Regions from separate parts of the Sus scrofa genome. Here region 1 is linked to region 2. A link is a contact called in public HiChIP or PLAC-seq data. All regions are on one chromosome and are shown on one strand. The core of a region is the stretch at or near the end of the contact, and the rest is flanking DNA. Distances in the headings are between cores, read along the strand shown.

Region 1 (4,221 bases), core at 1,508-4,007, 120 kb before region 2:
CATTGTGGGTCAGTGGTAATGAACCTAAGATCCACAAGGATGTGGGTTCGATCCCTGGCCTCGCTCAGCGCGTTAAGGATCCGGTGTTGCCATGAGCTGTGTTGTAGATTGCAGACACGGCTCAGATCTGGCATTGCTATGGCTGTGGTGTAGGCTGGCAGCTCTGATTCAACTCCTAGCCTGGGAAACTCCATGTGTGATTAAATGCCCGCCCCTCTTCTTGGGACACCAATGCTGGTACTCTTTTAATGATAACACTCCCTTCCCAGGTGCCAAGGTATACTGTACATGCTGTACATGTACATGCTGGTCTCCTTTTTTCTTTCAAAAAAGAAATCTTGAAGAAACGTATTCCTGACTTGTTTAATGCTCTTTTTTTTCAACAAGATATAAAACTATGCTGAAAACTGTGCTTCTCCAGAGCAGTTTCTCACAGTAATCTGGAAAGCAGGCTTCTGCACTAATCCTCAGCTTGGCTCAAATAAAACTCTTTTCTATTCTTATTATTGCTTGTGTATTATTTTGTCAACAGCTATTTGTTGAAAGAATGAATGAGTCCAACTGGTTGGGCTGCAAATAATCTGAGCAGCAAATGCCAGGTTGTACTCAGATGTATTTAATTCCATTTGCTGCTCTAAATGTCACCTCTATACCTTTGTTGTTTCTTCCACTGGGTTAGTTCCCTTCTGGTGGCAACTTGAGTTGTCTTATAGATAGAATTCCAGAAGGCCTACCTCCATGAAACCCCCAGGCATGCCCAGAGATGCCTGAATCCTGGGGAGAAGAAATCTGAGGTTCAAACATTACCACATACTATCTTTATTTTAGAAAAGAGAATTACAGAATTGACATACAAAAAAACCAAGCTTTTATTTTTCATATGATTCTCATTAAGAGTTAAAAATTGGTAGCCTGAGGCCAAATCTGGCCAGATGATTTAATTAAAGCCTACATGATTATTTAAAAAAATTTTTGAATTAGAACCATCTAAATCAATGGTTCTCACACATGAAAGTGGTCAGAATCAAGCTTGTTAAAACTCAGATTGCTAGGCTCCACTCCCAGCTAGTAGTTAATAAAAATGATTAATTTTATTTATTTATTTATTTATTTTTATCTTTTTAGGGCTGCACCTGTGGCAAATGTGGAGGTTCCCAGACTCGGCGGGGGGGGGGGGGGGGGGGAGGAGCGTCGAATCAGAGCTGTAGCTGCTAGCCTACACCACAGACACAGCAACGTGGGATCTGAGCCATGTCTGTGACCTAAACCACAGCTCATGGCAGCACCGGATCCTTAACCTACTGAACAAGGCCAGGGATCGAATGTAAGTCCTCACGGGTGCTAGTCAGATTCGTTTCCTATCAGCCATGACAGAACTCCTGGAGTTAATTTTAATATAACAGAAGAAAAGCAAACTGAGCGATATGAAATAGCTGAACTTCAGATAAATTTTCTATCACATTTCAGGCATGTTTTAGAGATTGTGATAATGTGTGCTTGGTCTTGTCTCAGTCCTGATCTCTAACTCTTGGCTAAACCTAGAGGAATTTTATGATTGCATATCCAGTGATATCAGTCCCCTCAATCCCTAATAGTTCATCTTGCTGTGTGTTTTTCTTAGTAGCCTGTTATTCTTTCCGTAAAAAGGATAAAATATATAAAAACAAAGAAAGGAAGGAAGAAAAAAAGGGGGAAGGGAGGGAGAGAGGGAGGGAGGAAGAAAGGGAAGAAAATGCCTATTTCAATGTCTATATTCCAGTTTGCCATTTTAGTGGTCCTCTTAATTAAAGTGCCATATAACGTACAGATGATGTTTGCTGAGCATTATAGGGAGAACTAGCTTTTTGTTAAATAGGTCTGGTCTTTCTATTTCATTATGGAATAGGTCCAAAGGACATTACAATGTGGTCACATCAGAGTTTATGGTACCCTGCCTGATCCATACCCTCTCGCTGTGGAAGGAGGTTGCGCTAAAAGTCTAGTCTTGTTCAATTCGTTTTATGCAGCCAGTTACTGCTATGAGCCTTCTTTTTTATCCATAAAATTCTAATGAGATTATCTTTAGATCATTAACACAAAACCCCAGAGCAGTGTTAATGAACAAAAAAGACCCATACAAGATGACATAAAACTGTTGATGTATTGTTTATTGTATGCTCTGCACAATGACACAACCATGACCTTGTAGAATGTCTGAGTAATGTACCAGGGAGCACCAGGGAAACTCTATACTCAGTCCTTGCATTAACAACACAGATCACATTGTTATCAACTGTGTCTCATTAACTAGAGAATCTAAGAAGGCTTTAATTGAAAATAAACTGAAAATTTATCAGGACCAGCAATGACCTAGCCAAATGGGAGAGAAGGAACTAACTTTTCTTGAGCTTCATTTTTATAATAAATAGGTTGTTTACATCCTTTTCATCCTCAAACAACTTTGTGGAATTGGTATTGTTTGTATTTTCAGGTTGCAGATGAGGAAACAGGGCTTGGAGGGGTTGATGTGATGAGCAAGAATGTGAATCTAGATCTGTCCAACATTAGGACTTTTTTTTTTTTCCTGAGCTGTTTCCCTTCCTGCAAGTCGTTATCCCAACAAAAAGTCAACCATACACCACATGAAGCTTGGTCCAAGGATGGTATGTGCAGCCTGCTATATATGGCTCCCCTATTTGACCATTCCTCAGAACATCAGACCCACTGCTTCAGTAAGGTTGTCAATGTTCTCTCAGAGTCACACCTAATATTAAATGGATTTGGTTACTGCCTGTTCCTGCCACTTGATGCTGCCTGGAGAACTGGAAGAACAGCTGCTGGAAAGACTTACTAATTCCTTTGAATAGTTTGTGATATTATCTAAACTTTAGATCCTAAAGGGATTTGTAGATTTAAGAAAAAATATAACAAGATATATCTGGAAATGAGAATAGTTTTTTTTTGAAGATTATTTTGTTGGTAATATGTAGATTTATCAAATAATGTATATGAAATTTAATCCCCAGTTACGAATGCTTGCATGACAGTTCATGGCATTAAGAGATGGAGTTCTGTTTGAAAGGTCATGTGCACATTTGAGCAACTTGATATCAAGTGATCTTATTAGAAAGATTACATCGTAGACCTTGTGATATTAAAAGCATTTTTTAAAAAGTCATGAGCTGCTTAAAGGTAAAAACCGATTGTCTATGTGATATATTTACATGTCTTACAATTTTAATACCACGGAAAATTAAGTTTAAAAATGCACTCACTGTTTTATCACTTGTGATTTAAAAATCTCTGAAAAATGTTTGGGTAGAAATCCTGTAACTCATAAGGGTAACCTTGATTGGAGTGTGATAAGCCACTCGATGGCAGGGACAACTGCACATCAAGTTCTGAAAAAAAAAAAAAATCATTGATGGAGTTCCCGTCATGGCTCAGTGGTTAACGAATATGACTACGAACCATGAGGTTGCGGGTTCCATCCCTGGCCTTGCTCAGTGGGTTAACGATCCAGCGTTGCCGTGAGCTGTGGTGTAGGTTTCAGACACGGCTTGGATCCCGCGTTGCTGTGGCTCTGGTGTGGGCCGGTGGCTACTGCTCCAATTGGACCCCTAGCCTGGGAACCTCCATATGCCGTGGGAGCGGCCCAAGAAATAGCAAAAAGACAAAAAAAAAAATCATTGACTTCTCTAATCTATAATCATAATATGTTCCAGATGTATGAATGGTGGGGGTAAAGAGGGTGGGGGAGAGAGGGAGTTATTTCTCAGTTTATTTTATTACTGGAGAAACTGAGAGAAGTGACCTGCTAATGTCATAGTGCTCTTGGATGTGTAACACTTTTATATGAATTCACTTTCTCTCTCTGCAGAACACCTGTACTTTACTGATTCAGATTAAGGAGGTGGTGCCTTCTTCCTTATTTCTAATCTGCCCTAATTTGAAAGCTGTAATAGCCATGCAGCCCTCTTTTGCTCCCTGACCTTCTTCTATGCTAGCCTGTGGTTGGGAATGGCACTTTATTCATGTTTTGGCTTTAATTTACTAAGATTACTTATTGAGATAAGACTCACAACAGAATCACCTTTATATCACTGTCATCAAAGCAAGTGAATACCATTCCATGAATGATTGATTATATTCTTCCACCCTTATGTTTTTCAGACATCTCTCAATATTTAAACAAATTAGCCAGACCAATCATACACGATTCAGACTCACCCTGGAAAGCTG
Region 2 (4,532 bases), core at 926-3,425:
CTCTGTTTTACAAATACAGTGAGAATAGTAGCAGTGAACAAATAGATATGATATATTCTTGAGTATCACTGGGCAAGATACACATTGAATAAATTTTAGAAAATATAAGAAGAGGTTCAAGGATCTACCACATGAGTGTGTTAATGGGCAATCTTGCTTAGTTTCAAAAGATTTCTAGGAGGAGATTACATTTTAACTGAACAGTGACAGATGATATATTAGCGTCTGGTCAAACCACTAATATGAGAAGTGAGGTCTTGATCTTCAGTTTATTTACATATTATCAGATGCCTGTACTGTGCCAGGTGTTGAGGTAGGTGTTTGGAAAAAAAGTTGAGTAACATTGTATGGCTTGTGCCCTTAAAGTGTTGCAGACAAACATCTCAGCAAAGAATTAAAGTTTCGGGGTGTTTGATATGTGTTTGAAATAGTGCAGATTAAAACCTCCACAGAGTGGAATTGTGGTAGAAAGGAAGGCTTCCTAGAATGTTCAGGAGCTACCACCTAGAGCATTGGGAATGCCATCCCACAGTAGCAGCCGCTGTTGAAGTCACAGAGTTTGAGCTTTTGGGGACTGAGGGATCGGGGAGGTTTCCCTGGTGTGGAGTGATTCTCATGATTTTGGAATTCACAACTGGGCCTTTAATTTCTATTTTCTCATTTCTGCCTACCCTTCTCTAAAAATGTCAGATGACACTTTTATATGTGTTTTGGAACAATCTTATAATAGTCATCGTGCTTTTAATTTCATAGAACAGAAAAATACCAACTCAATTGGCTTAAAAAATGTAAGACTTGTATCACATGAAATCTTGAAGGAGGAAGTTCCCCAGGGTTGGTTAATTGAGTACAAAGGCTGCATCAGTCTTTTCTTCCTTTTGCTTTCTTAAGCATGTTTGCTTCATTCGTGGGTCCGCTTCCTTCAAGGTCACTAAATGGCAGAAGAAACTGAAGGTGAGGGGTGGACACATAGGCATTATGTGCAGGGGTGGAAAAGGTACTATTTCTTCTTAGGTGTCTACTTTTTCAGTGAGGAATACTTTTATCCAAGTCTTTTAAAGGGCAGACTATATCCCTGTTGCTCACTAGCCAGAATCATATTATGTTTCCCAATCCCTGGGAAAGCTTTAGACCATTCTGGGCCTGGCGCCATCTCTGAAGCACATGGCCTTGGGGCAGAGAATAGCATTGGGGTAGGAAGAAGATCGATGCACATACTCAGATAAATGGAGTATAATAATCTATATCAGAGCTACTCAAGGCAATACTGGCAGCATTCACTTATTAGAAATGGCATATTCTCCTCACTCCAGGCCCACTGAGTCAGAATCTTTGGGAGCTTGCCCAGAAATTTGTATTTTTTTTTTTTTTGTCTTTTTGCTATTTCTTGGGCCGCTCCCACGGCATATGGAGGTTCCCAGGCTAGGGGTCAAATCGGAGCTGTAGCTGCCGGCCTACGCCAGAGCTACAGCAACACGGGATCCGAGCCGCGTCTGCAACCTACACCACAGCTCATGGCAACGCCGGATCGTTAACCCTCTGAGCAAGCGCAGGGACCGAACCCTCGACCTCGTGATTCCTAGTAGGATTCGTTAACCACTGCGCCACGACAGGAACTCCCAGAAATTTGTATTTTAACAAGCACTCTAGGTGATTTGTGTGCATATTAAAGTTTTAGTAGTACTGTGAAGATGTCACAAATGAAGTAGGAACTTGCAGCCTTTAGGCATTCTGCTTTATCACTTTCGTTAGTTTTGGTGACTCAAAAAAGTACTTCACCTTGGCTTTTAAGATTTGCCTGCCTAAGGAATTTGTATTTATTCTCCATCAAGTGAGAGTCCCATCAAATGATGGAAGAGAAGTGCTGTGGTTATACAGTTATAGCTTAGGGGAATGAATCTCTTTGCTTGGTACCACCAGATAAGAGTGACAGATGGGCAGTCTAGTTAGAAAGCTGTCATGATGACCAGGAGAGTGAAAATGAGAGAGAAATTAAGGTAGCAGCAATGGGAACTGAAAGCAGTGAGTGGAATTGTGGCGATTCAATTCAGAAGTTTAGTAGTGGATTGGATGTAATGTGAGGGGAAAAGAGGGAAGAGCCAACTGTGACTGAGATTTCTAGGTCACCTAGGAGTGACTAGAATGTTAATGACATGGGGAGCAGGGTGGGGCAGGGAGATATATTTAGTTTAGAGGAAGAGTTTTGTTTTGGACATGCTGAGTTTGAGGTACCCAGCTGGGTATCTAGGTGCAAAAGTCTAGGAGGCTGTAGGGAATGTGAGCCTGGAGCTCAGGGGAAAAAAAGGTCCGGATGAGAGGCACATATTTGTGAGTTATCAGTAAGGAGAATAATTGAGGAGGAAAATGGTCTGGGGACAGAATTTTAGGAAACCCAAGGAGTAGGAGAATAAAGGAAGAGCCAGTTATGGAAACTGAGGCATGATTGGAGAGGTAGAAGAGGTAGGATAATATTGGATATCTGAATCTAAAGAAGAACTTTTCTAGGAGCGTTATTCACTTTAAACTGAGTTTAAAGACTTCAGTGAGAACCCAGGAGAGGTTGGTTAGCTTTAATTGGTCATAAATCTAGTTAGCATATGACCTCAGCTTTACATGGTTATTTCAGATGCTCCCATGTTCTTAGAGTGCTGAACTTATTTGGATCTCAAGTCGTTTCCTGATTTGAGAATAAATGATTTAAAGTCATAATTCTATGACTTTTTGATACTGCTCAATTTGGGTTTCCCAGGAAGATTGGGACTAATCAGGTCTAATGTGTGGTGGGAGGTGGCCTGGAGGGGAGGGCTCTTCACCTTCTTTGTTGTTCTTGGTGTTCTCTCTGGTTTGCTTACTGTGAAGCTAGATTTTGACTTTGAAATGTGAAGTTGGTTTTTTTTTAGTGCCAGTATCAGGATGTCAGGGAAACGTATTATGTGTAGTAGCTGAAATGGATAAAATGAAATACCTAAATTGAGAATTGAAAACAATCACTTGTTAGTTGAATGTCTTCTGCTTCTTAATTCTATTGCTTTCTTCCTCCCTTCCTTACCCCCCTCCTTTTTTTGGCTCCAGTGGATAGGGGAAAGTCTATAGTGTTGACATTTTAGTTCTTGTCAACAGGAAAGAATTAGGAAATTGAGGTGGGAAAAGCTTCTAAAAAGTTACGGCCTGTTCAATCCCCAGTTGACTGCATTCTAATTAACTCAACCAAGACAGTTTTGTAAGTCCAATTTTATGTGGTAGGGAATTTCCTTTCTGTTCCTTTGGACATAAGAAAGCATTCTGATAGAAATGATTTTGGAGGACAGTTTTTTTTTTAGGGATTTTGTGTCAAAGATTAAAGAGAGCCAGACTAGGGGGGAAAAATGAGCAACATACTTCTCCCTCACTGTGGTGGAATCAGGCTCAAAATAAACTGATGTAGCTTCCAGCATTAGCCTGTTCTTTGACCTTGGGTAAGTCATTTAACTTTTCAGCCTCAGTTTCCTCATCTGTAAAATGTTGAGGGTAGATTAAATTATCCCTCTCATCTCTAAAAATGATTCGATTTATGACTGAGGTGATGAAATGTTTGTTTCCTAAAACAGCCTCTGTCTAAAGTGGAGGGGTTCAATTCTCTATTGCTAGGAAATAAAGGGGACGAAACATCTTAGGAGGTTAGAAATCTTATATTATTCAGTGGATTCTTTAATTGACCTTCCACTTCACACAGCTTCCAGTGCAGAAGTGTAACCTGAGAATACTAAGTCCAAGAAGGCTTCTAAGTTCTGTATTTCTTTTCCTACCAAAAACTCCAGGCCTTTCCTTCAAAATTCTGAATGGGTAAAGGAGGTCACTGCAAAGGGAAATGGTTTCTAGCTCTGTGCTTCCTAGTTTGTTCCAGGTGCTTAAGATAGACACTCTTCTTGATTAATCACACTTCCTTATTCTTGAAAAGTCTTTATTTCTTATTCATTAATCACATTAAATCACAGCTTCATAGTACCATTTTTTGCCCAGGAGTGGGGGAAGGAAACAATAGTGGAATGGGGTGGAAGAGATAATAAATAGACTTGTTTTAACTTTATTTTGTTGGAAAGTTGTTCAAATTTGTACAGGGGTAGAAGGAATACAAATTGTTCTTCATTTGCATTCTGGGCTGTGTCAAAGAAAGGGAGGAATAAAGATTGGGGATATTTGTCCCAACTTAAGTTTGAATCTGTGTCTGAAGATTGGACTTGCTGTAGCTGACAAAGAGCACTTGTAGTATTAATTGTGAGTCTTTTAGTCATCTTTTCTTTGCTTGGAATGAAAGAAAAGAAAGGGAGGTTAGTAACATGGGTTCTTTGCTTTTTGACCTTAAACCGTGTACATTAATAGGCTGTTCTTCTGCAATCTATAAAGTTTGGTAAGGTTTTTTTTGAACTGTTTGAATGTCTTAAACAGCCACTATAGTTTTTTTGTTTGGCTTTTTTTTTTTTTTTTTGGCCATGCCTGTGGCAACGTAGAAGTTCCCAGGCCAGGGATTGAACCCATGCCACAGAAGCAGCCTG

The links. HiChIP or PLAC-seq counts read pairs in DNA pulled down with a chosen protein or histone mark.
Region 1: an H3K27ac HiChIP or PLAC-seq map of skeletal muscle shows a contact between it and region 2. The contact joins two enhancer-like sites. A contact is called at or near these places in 1 of 47 Hi-C or Micro-C datasets (fibroblasts) and 1 of 2 datasets of contacts at active chromatin or transcription factors (skeletal muscle).

What each region holds. Positions count from the first base shown.
Region 1 is chr3:78,135,582-78,139,802 of Sscrofa11.1, reverse strand. It overlaps the pseudogene LOC110260124. Among named protein-coding and RNA genes, the nearest start is that of UGP2, 110 kb to the right of the region's middle. Within about 2 kb of position 2,757, at least 7 of the 83 cell types and tissues checked have an H3K27ac peak or open chromatin away from gene starts, as enhancers often do. A contact at or near this core is called in skeletal muscle, where this site is marked.
Region 2 is chr3:78,017,789-78,022,320 of Sscrofa11.1, reverse strand. All of the region lies in intron 1 of UGP2 (UDP-glucose pyrophosphorylase 2), which reads left to right. Among named protein-coding and RNA genes, the nearest start is that of UGP2, 11 kb to the left of the region's middle. Within about 2 kb of position 2,175, at least 12 of the 83 cell types and tissues checked have an H3K27ac peak or open chromatin away from gene starts, as enhancers often do. A contact at or near this core is called in skeletal muscle, where this site is marked.